Linked DNA regions of Mus musculus: all the other regions are linked to region 3. A link is a contact called in public Hi-C and promoter capture Hi-C data. All regions are on one chromosome and are shown on one strand. Each heading gives the region's core, a stretch centred on a gene start, on an enhancer-like site or on the middle of the called end of the contact. The rest is flanking DNA. Distances are from core to core; before and after follow the strand shown.

Region 1 (2,930 bases), core at 100-2,599, 3.0 Mb before region 3:
TATAGGTACTTTAATGATTGTGAGAAAATTCAAAACTGTGGAACATGGGAACAGAGCTCCCAGACTTTACACTTAGGGTTTACTGTCCTCTTAAGGACTATAGTGGGTATCAAAGACCTTGTTTCAAGTAGAATGTGTAGCTTTCCATACAGCAGGTGCCCTACCAACTCCACTGAACACGGAAACTATGGCAGTTATCCTGGCCGTACCTTTCCCTCCTGGTACTTAGCTCTATCAGTTGTAATTATGGGCACAGCGCAATAAACTTTACAAGGGGTAAGTATGGTAGAAAAAGGGGTCTGAAGCACACATACATCTTCAACAACTTGAGGTTAAGTTCGTAAAGACGATTTTTCGGCAGCATTTTGGTGCTAAGTAAGAACGAGTTACCGGTTTTTAATGTGAATTCATGTATATTATCTAAGTTGTGCTCATTTGATTTTTTTTTTTTTTCTGGCAAAAGAAGTTAAAAGGAAGGAAAAAAAAAACGAAGCACGTTGTGGTTAAAGCCATTTCCTCAAATATTACTGTGTCTGTGAAGTTCTACATGGTCTAAGCAGAAGAGTCCAATTTAGTCGGGAGTATTTTCAACGTTTACCTGGGAACCAAGTCTCAGCGAGAAGTACGCACACCCCCTTCATTTAAATACGTGGGCGTCTGATTACTCGGGGAATTCCAGGGCGTGCGTTCAGCTGGCGAGCTTTCCGCAGCCCCCGATAGAGACCAGTTTCACCCATCTGCTCTACGCCCGGGGATGCCTGGTCCAAAGCCCGCTGTGGGCACACTCCGGCGGCTCCCTAGGCTAGCAGCTCCCGCGGCGGTGGCGTGGGATGGGGGATCGGCAGGATGGAAAGCCACCAGCGACGAGCGGATGGCAAGGAAACATCCAAGCCCACCGACAGGCTTAACCGCGGACTCCCGGGTCGCTGGTGGATCGTCTCCAGCCAGCTCCCGGGAAGCAGGCAGGTCGTGCTGTGCCAGGACCCCGCGCTCTTCCGACCTGAAGTTCCCCGTCGCTCAGCTCCGGGTTTCCGCTTTCCTCCGCCCGCCCGCCCCGCTGCGCCCCGCTGCGCCCAGCCCGGCGGAGCTACTCACGTCCTTCTTCACTTCAGTCAAATCCTCCTCCGTGAGGGACGGTGCGGGAGCCTCCATGGCCCAGGCCGGGATGGCGTCCTTCCGGCCCGCGCCACCCCGCCCAGACTAAGGGCTCGGGCCTCCGGGAATCAGGCTGTGACTTCGGGGGGACTAGGAACAGAAGCGGGGGAACGGCCGGCTCACGGACGAGGAGGTGGAGACCTCAACGCCCCACTTCCGGCTCCGCCCCTGGGGCCAGCGGTGCCGCGCTCAGCGTTCTTCCTAACTCAGGCACCACCCTTCGGCGAGGCGGGTCTGCCTGCAGGCCCCACCCACCTACGTGCCAGCCAATCAGTACTACCCTCGGTTACGTCTCTGCTTCCGCAGTGGCTCCGCCCACAGCGGGCGTCCCTCTAACCACGCCCCCTTGTCATTTACATAGGCTTGCGGATTGGACGCCTGAAGGATTTGTTTCCGTGGGCGGAGCACTGGCCGCTCAGTTTAGCGGGATCTCCCCGCCTTCGCAGACTCCTCGTTTGGGTGGAGTGTGGGCTGAGTCGGCCAGAGCATTTTGGTTTGCTTCTCTTTTCCAGATGTTGCGGAACAATTTCCTGTTGTGCTGAGCCAGGTTTTACAGTTGCGTGATCATACGTATATGTATACACGCACACATAACTTCCGTTTGAGGGCCTGCTCTGGGGGGCCACTGCCATTTACCACCTAGAACTAGGGAGACAGGAGCAAGGAGATCTTGAGAGCAGAAAACAAAACGACAAAACACAAAGAAAAAAAAAAAACTGTTAAAAGATTTAAAAATTACCTGCAATCCCATCAATTTAGCAGCACAGGTAGTGTTTGGGTACTTTTAAGTCTCTATTCATTAGAAGCATTTCTCCTTATTAATCTATGCAGTAGAGACAAATTTAAAAAGCTAGGGCCTCTAGGAGTATATTTAAGGTTCTGAAGCTACTTGGTACACAGTTACACTCTCTTATTGTTATCCTTTATCTCTGTTCAGTAAGTAAATTCTAGGGATGCTCTGATGGGGAAGTTGTTTATTGGAGGCCAAATGGCTATTTTCAGAACGATATTTTAACTCGTAGCCCGTGCAAAACGTGTCCTAGTGGATGAGGTGCTCCACATAGAGTCCTAGGCAGAAAATGATTATGTGGTCGATGAAGTAAATCTGCAAGTGTAGACTGAAATGTCAAGAGGACCAAAGGCAACAGGAATCTTTATCTAAAACAAAAGAACCAGTAGAGGCTTAAAGCCACATCTCTGTAGCTTTGATCAGAGTTCTGGAATCTTGGTGTTTACATTATGCCAGGTCTTTTTTTACGCTGATGTCTAGTATACTAGAGTGTTTTCCTGTGTCCTTAGTCATCCGTTGTCTTGTTATAACCCAATTTGCTTAATCATTTGCTCTTTCCTGTAGCAACCATCTGTTGAATGGCAACTACTGAACTACACCCAGATCTTCTTCTAGCAAATCAAACACCTCTGTCCTCCAGCTAGGGTGTGGTGGCACAAGCTAGCTAGCTGTGTTGGCCAACCAACTGCTTGCATCTGACCCAGCTATAAGCAGGAATAAATCATAAACTTACTTAAAACATTAGGAGGGTTTTTTCCTTTTTGCATTTTTTCCCCACATTTTGGATATGTAGGTTTTTTTTTGTTTGAACCCTGCAGATAAGAATATCCTGTCTCAAAATAAAAAACAATAGACCCAGTCATAAGTATTGTCAAAGTTCAAGGTTATTCTGGGCTACTTAGTAAATTACTGGGACAACCTGTGCTATATAGTAGGAGCCTGGCTCCAACAAACAGAAAAAACAACAATAACATCTGTTTCTTCG
Region 2 (2,700 bases), core at 113-2,612, 4.7 Mb after region 3:
CTAAGTAATAGAGTAAGAATTTGATGCATTATGTAAAACACGGCACTTTTGAACACACGGCTTTAGTTTGGGTCACGAGGTGAATCTCTATGGCAGCGAGTCTGAGGCTTCTCCCAGACCAGCAGTGATGCTTAAAGCACATTTTAATCCACTAATCCAAGTCTAACAAGTATTTAAGAACATTTTACAGAAAGATAAAACAACTCTGAGACTTTACTTTAGCATATCTTAAAAAGAAAAAACCTGGATGGTTAATTCTTGGATATAAGTTATCAGACAGGATTACAAAACTCAAAACTGAGTAATACTGACAAAGACTATCTGGTGTGGGGAAGAGCATACGTCACTTAATGCCAAAGACAAAAACCCGGCTGTTATCAAATCGACTAAAACGGCCCTCGTAGTCTTTAAGCTTTCTTTTCGGTAACTCTAAAATCAATACATGCCTACTTCAGGGTATTTTTATGTTATTTTATTTTTTTTTATTTTTAAACGCGTTGGTCTGTACCGCAGTAGCAATAGCCCTTTGTTCAGTTGTCAAAGTCCCTTTGGCTTGAGTTCTGGCTTGGGAGGGAATCTCAGGAGAGCTTTTTTTTTTTTTTTTTTTTAAATGAGTAATTTTACATCTCCGGACACGCAACCACATTTTAAACACAAAATATTTCAGTGGCAACCGGTAACGCGTCCATCTTAACCTCATCCTCAGCTGACCACGAGGCCGAGCCGCCTGGGCAGCAACTGCCCCTCGGCGCCCTTACATGCGACGGCCTGACCCAGGGAAGGAAAAAGAGGAAAAGAAGGGAAAACGGCTCGCCTGCCCTCTAGGCGCAACGCAGCGTTGCGACAAGCTACCCTGAGACTCCACATGGCTCCTTTCTGCCACACTTCCGGTAGGGACTCTCCTAAACAACAGAAACCCGGAGCGCACACCGCGGCGACAACCGGGCGCGCGCACGCCCCGAGCGGGGCCCTGCGCCCGCGAACGAACCGCAGCTGACCAATCACGACTCTGGAAGACGGCACGTGAGTGGCGAGGGGCGTGGAAAACGCACACCTGACGCCACTTCCTCCGCAAACCGGCAACTACTTCCCAGGCCCTCACCCTCTACTCCGGAAGCCTTGGTTGCAGCGGAGGCTAGGGTAGCTCACGCTCCTTTGGCATCCGAAAGGATACCAACGGGCAGGGGCACGACAGCCGCAGTGCCATATTTACCGTGCCGCGGGGCCGGTGGGGAACGCCGGGGTGCGGTTAGAAAGCCTTTCTGAAGTGTTCTCGGCTCCACGCGGTCGTCCTCCTTCAGAAACTTCAACTCCCAGAGGCAGAGGCGGTGGTTGCGCGCCCGGTTACGGCACTTACGGCTTACGTCATCGGACTGCGCTAACTCCAAACCGGAGAAAGAGGAGGAGCCTGTAGGGGGCGGGGTCTGGGCCTGGGTTTTGCGGGAATGGTTAGTGGCTACCGCGAGGCGTTTTTCCCGGTCAAGCGTTGCATTTCTACCCACAGGCCTGTGTAAGCTCGGGTCTCGAGGCGAAGATCGCCCCACTGAAAGAAATTGAAATGCGAAACAGACGAAATGCTCTTATTTTTTTCTGCGTTGAGAGGATGATCTAGTATTGCCCAACGTACTTCTAATTTATGTAAGAAAGTTACCAATGGTCTTTCATAAGTGAAAAAATTGTAAACTGAAATTTTTAATAGAAATTCATCGAACTTAGGAATTTTAAAGTTTTCTTTTTATGTCCTTAGTAAAACATAATACTTTACAGTCCATCCTTTGAGGTTTTGTTTATGCTGTTTTGCAAAACACTAGTGATATTTCATCGTTTGTAAATACTTGACCTTATATAATCTTTTTGCTAAATATAGACCAAGTCAACCGAGGGAAAAAGAAAAACCAAACAGTTGGGTAGGTTGGTCTTTTTGTAGTTGTTTTGTTTTAATTTGGCTTTTCTGATGGATGAATCTGTAGAATTTGCAGATAAAAAACTATTTTTCAAATAAAGACCCATCATTAGATTTTTCTTGTTGCTTGACCTTTTGAACTTGTTACAGGCTCTTAAATGAACTGAATCGTCTCTGAATTTAGTGTGTGGGGGAGATCTTTTTTAAACTCTGTTTTTATTTGGAAAAAGATGTGGATCACATGCTCTGTGTTGTGGATCTCTCAAATCTTAGAGATTTCTGTTAACTGAACATTGGCAGTAAAATGTGAATCCACTTATGAGCTGTTAGTAGGGCATCTTTTTTCGGCTGCCTCCGTATCAGGGCAGAGAGTAGCTGAGGGAGGGTTAGTAACTGGATATGGAGCCCTTCACATGTAGGTCATTAAATTCAGGCTGGCAGAGTGGTGTGCCAGATCTTTCAGCAGCTGTTCTGTTGCCCTTATGGGATCTGTCTTTAAAATAACGGTACAGTTTTAGAGGTAATGCCTAGCATCCTTGATATCTAAAAGAGTTTTTAAGTTAGGAGAAAAATCCTCATTTTTATGATGTGACCAAATTTGACTTGGTTATTTGATCTCATGGTTGCAGAATCAATCCAAAGTATGAAAAAAAAAAAAAAAAAAAGGTACGAGTAAAAACTGCAGTTTAGCCAAAGAAGCATATAAAAGTTTAAGATAAAGTCCTGTGATGTAAGGAAGTCATTGATTTATAAAACTCAGGCTTGTTTAACACAGTTGACAGTTCATTGTCTTTGGC
Region 3 (2,837 bases), core at 259-2,758:
CTGCCAGCTGCTGCCTCCCAATTGCTGGGATTCAAGGAGTGTACCATCACACCTGGCATTGCACAAATACTTCTTAATAGTTAGCCACTTGTTATGTATATATGAAGTTTCTCATCTCTTTCCTGGAGAAAAGTAAATTATAAAAAAAGAAAAAGAAAAACATATCAATAGGAATCTAGTGACCCACTTTAAATGGTAAGTTTTGTTGTGTATACTTTACAGTAAAAATCATACTACCACTTTGTACCTACCATTTAAAATTGTAATAGTGTTTTTGGACACAACACTGCTTCCTCAAGAGGACTCCCCACTTACTTGTTATAGACTCTTTCTTAAGACTACTCATAACTCCAGGGCCTAACTCTCTCTGTTAGTTACTAGGGAAGGTAATCATATAACTTGGCTTCTCCCAATGTTGTTAGTTCCTTGTTGCTTCCTTGATTAATAAGCCTCCATTTTAATAGCAGGAGTTAAAAATGTTACTCACACTATAGTAAGTATGAAGACAAAGTAATGTGTCTCAGATTTACAGCTCTGCCATTCTTGAAGCAACGGTTAATTACAAGCCAATTCCAGCTCTAGCAAAGTATTTCACACTCTGCAGTATGATGAAACTGGATGCGTGTTTACAAATATTTCACTTAAGCTATAAGCAGTTTCTAGAGTGAAACAGTATTCCTAAGACGACACTTGGCGAAGTAACAGTGTTCATCCATTAAACGCATTCTAAAGTTGATTATGTAACTTAATAATTAAGGCACTTGTTGCTTTTATCATTTTCAGCCCAGGCAATTCATTAAACATATAAATAGTAAAACTTTTGAAGTACAGAACGGAAAAGTTTTGCCAGTATATTGTGAGCCGGAGTCACAGAACTCTAGATTTTCAATGATTTCTGACTTCAATGATTTCTGAGACTCTTGGAGAAAAATCTGCAGGAGCCTGCATCAATGTCCCATGAAAGGTAAAGTGCTTCTCAGACTTGTAGCTACCCACCTGAAACCTGCCATACTCACCTAAATAGCCATCACCACTTTGTCCACATTGCTTTGAACCAGCTATATTAGATGCACTTAATCTTCAGAACCCCAAGGGAAGCGTTTACCGAGAGTGTCCACTCATTGATTAGACAAAAAAAGTATCTGTTGATACTTGTGATACATAAGTGTTACTTGTAGAAGTCCATTTTCCCACAAGTTACACTATGTTACTAAGTAGACTGTGCTACTAAGTAGCTAATTCCGATAGGCTGCTAAGTAGCTAGTTAAGGCTCACTACTAAGTAGACTCTGCAACTAAGTAGTTAGTTCTCATTTATACCTCCCCAAGTAAAGTCGGCTTTGGCTCCTTCCCGACGCTGATTCTGCCTCATCTCTTTCCATTAAACTTACGTTGAAAAAAAAAAAATCAACAAATGAGCTAAGTCAGCTTTGAGCTCAGTAGTTTTCTAGTCCCAACCACAGAGTTCAGGGTAGCGCTCGAGGAAAAGGCAGCCCGTGGGGACTGCTCGGAGCAGAGGCTGGCGCCCTGACCACGCCCACTTCTCCCAAGGGCCTCTTCCGCCCGGGTTTGGCTCGCGGTGCACCTTACTGGTGGCGACGTCGCGCGAGCCAAAGGCGAGAGGTGGACACGCTTCGGCAGGTGGGGGAGGGAGGAAGCGACAGCTCGGGGTGGGCGGGCGGGAGGGCGCGGCTCCCCAGCAGGGAGGGCCGAAGCGAGGCTCAATCTGCGGCCGGCCGGAGGCCAGACCTAGCGTTCGCGCAGAGCCGTTAAGCGCAGCCGCGGTGGGTGTGGTCTGCTCGCTCGACTTCCCGCCTCCCGGCGACGCGAGCCCGGGGCCTTTCGCCTCCCTGTCATCCGGGCCCGCCCAGAGTCCGCCCCGCCCCGCGCGCCTGGCCCTGGGGTCCCCGCCAACCCTCCTTGGCTTCCCAGAGCCCGCCCAGCAGGGGGCGGGGCCCCGCGGCAGTCACGTGCGCCGGCAGCCGCCAAGCGCGGCCGCTTTTGCGACGCGGTGACAGCCAAATGGTGCGACAGGAGGAGCTGCCGCCGCGGCCGCTGCGCCCCGCACCGAGAGCTCCGAGTCGGCTCCCGGCGTCGCCCTGAGGGAGCGGCTGAGGGAACAGAGTCCGGCGGGCGGCGGCGGGCGGCGAGGGGAGCCGCGCCGCGAGGGCCCTCGCTCCCCGCCGCTCTCCATGAGCCGCGCCTGCAAGCCGGGCCGCGCCTCCATGACTCCCTAGCTGCCGCTTTCTCTCCGGTCCTCGCCCCCCGCCCGGCTCTCCCGTCCCGCCTTCTCCCTCGGCCGCGCCGCTGGGCGCCTTCAGGTGCGGAGGCCCGAGCGGAGCGCCATGGCGTCCAACCCCGACCGGGGGGAGATCCTCCTCACCGAGCTGCAGGTAAGGGCCGCGGCCCTGCGGGAGCGCCGCCCGGGGAACCCGGGAGGGGAAGGCGGCCGCGGGGTCGGGGTCGGGGACGCTGCGCGGCGCGGCGCGCCCCTGGCCCGCTAGGTGTGGAAACTCGCGGGGTGTCAGGCCGGAGCCGCCTCTCCGCCCCGGGACCCGGTCTCCCGCGCGCGCTCTCGGAGGCCACCGGGCGGCGGGACCCCGTCCCCGCGGGCGGGGCCGCTTACTCGCTCGGGTCCCCTCCGGGTGTCACCGCCCCGCCCTCCCCCCAGCCCCGCTCCCTAACTCCTTTGAATGACTCCCAGGCTGTGGGCGGTTCCCTCCCTTTCCCCTCCGACCGCACAAAGAGCGCCCCCCGAACTTGAGCCCCCGAGGGCTCGCTCCGAAGTGATGGCCTTGCGCTGCCAGCCGCCTTCAGGTGACCGCGAGCCCGTAGCGT

The links. Promoter capture Hi-C pulls out the DNA fragments that hold promoters and counts their contacts. Hi-C and Micro-C count contacts between places; a contact is called where the count stands out from the background.
Region 1: a Hi-C map of regulatory T cells shows a contact between it and region 3, with 8 times the contacts expected there. The contact joins the promoter of Bcl10 here to the promoter of 9530052C20Rik in region 3. A contact is called at or near these places in 4 of 484 Hi-C or Micro-C datasets (CD4 T cells, muscle stem cells, regulatory T cells and 1 more).
Region 2: a promoter capture Hi-C map of pre-B cells shows a contact between it and region 3, with 5 times the contacts expected there. The contact joins the promoter of Trmt10a here to the promoter of 9530052C20Rik in region 3. A contact is called at or near these places in 1 of 39 promoter capture datasets (pre-B cells) and 2 of 484 Hi-C or Micro-C datasets (CD4 T cells and CD8 T cells).

What each region holds. Positions count from the first base shown.
Region 1 is chr3:145,922,681-145,925,610 of GRCm38.p6, reverse strand. It overlaps Bcl10 (B cell leukemia/lymphoma 10), which reads right to left and starts at 1,349. Exons shown (of 3, transcript NM_009740.2): 1 at 1,096-1,349. The coding sequence starts at 1,152.
Region 2 is chr3:138,142,110-138,144,809 of GRCm38.p6, reverse strand. Trmt10a (tRNA methyltransferase 10A) reads right to left here and starts at 1,362. Exons shown (of 8, transcript NM_175389.5): 1 at 1,214-1,362. It also overlaps a transcript of Mttp not described here.
Region 3 is chr3:142,881,166-142,884,002 of GRCm38.p6, reverse strand. 9530052C20Rik (RIKEN cDNA 9530052C20 gene) reads right to left here and starts at 1,508. Exons shown (of 2, transcript NR_152127.1): 1 at 1,017-1,508. Pkn2 (protein kinase N2) reads left to right here and starts at 1,999. Exons shown (of 22, transcript NM_178654.4): 1 at 1,999-2,392. The coding sequence starts at 2,345.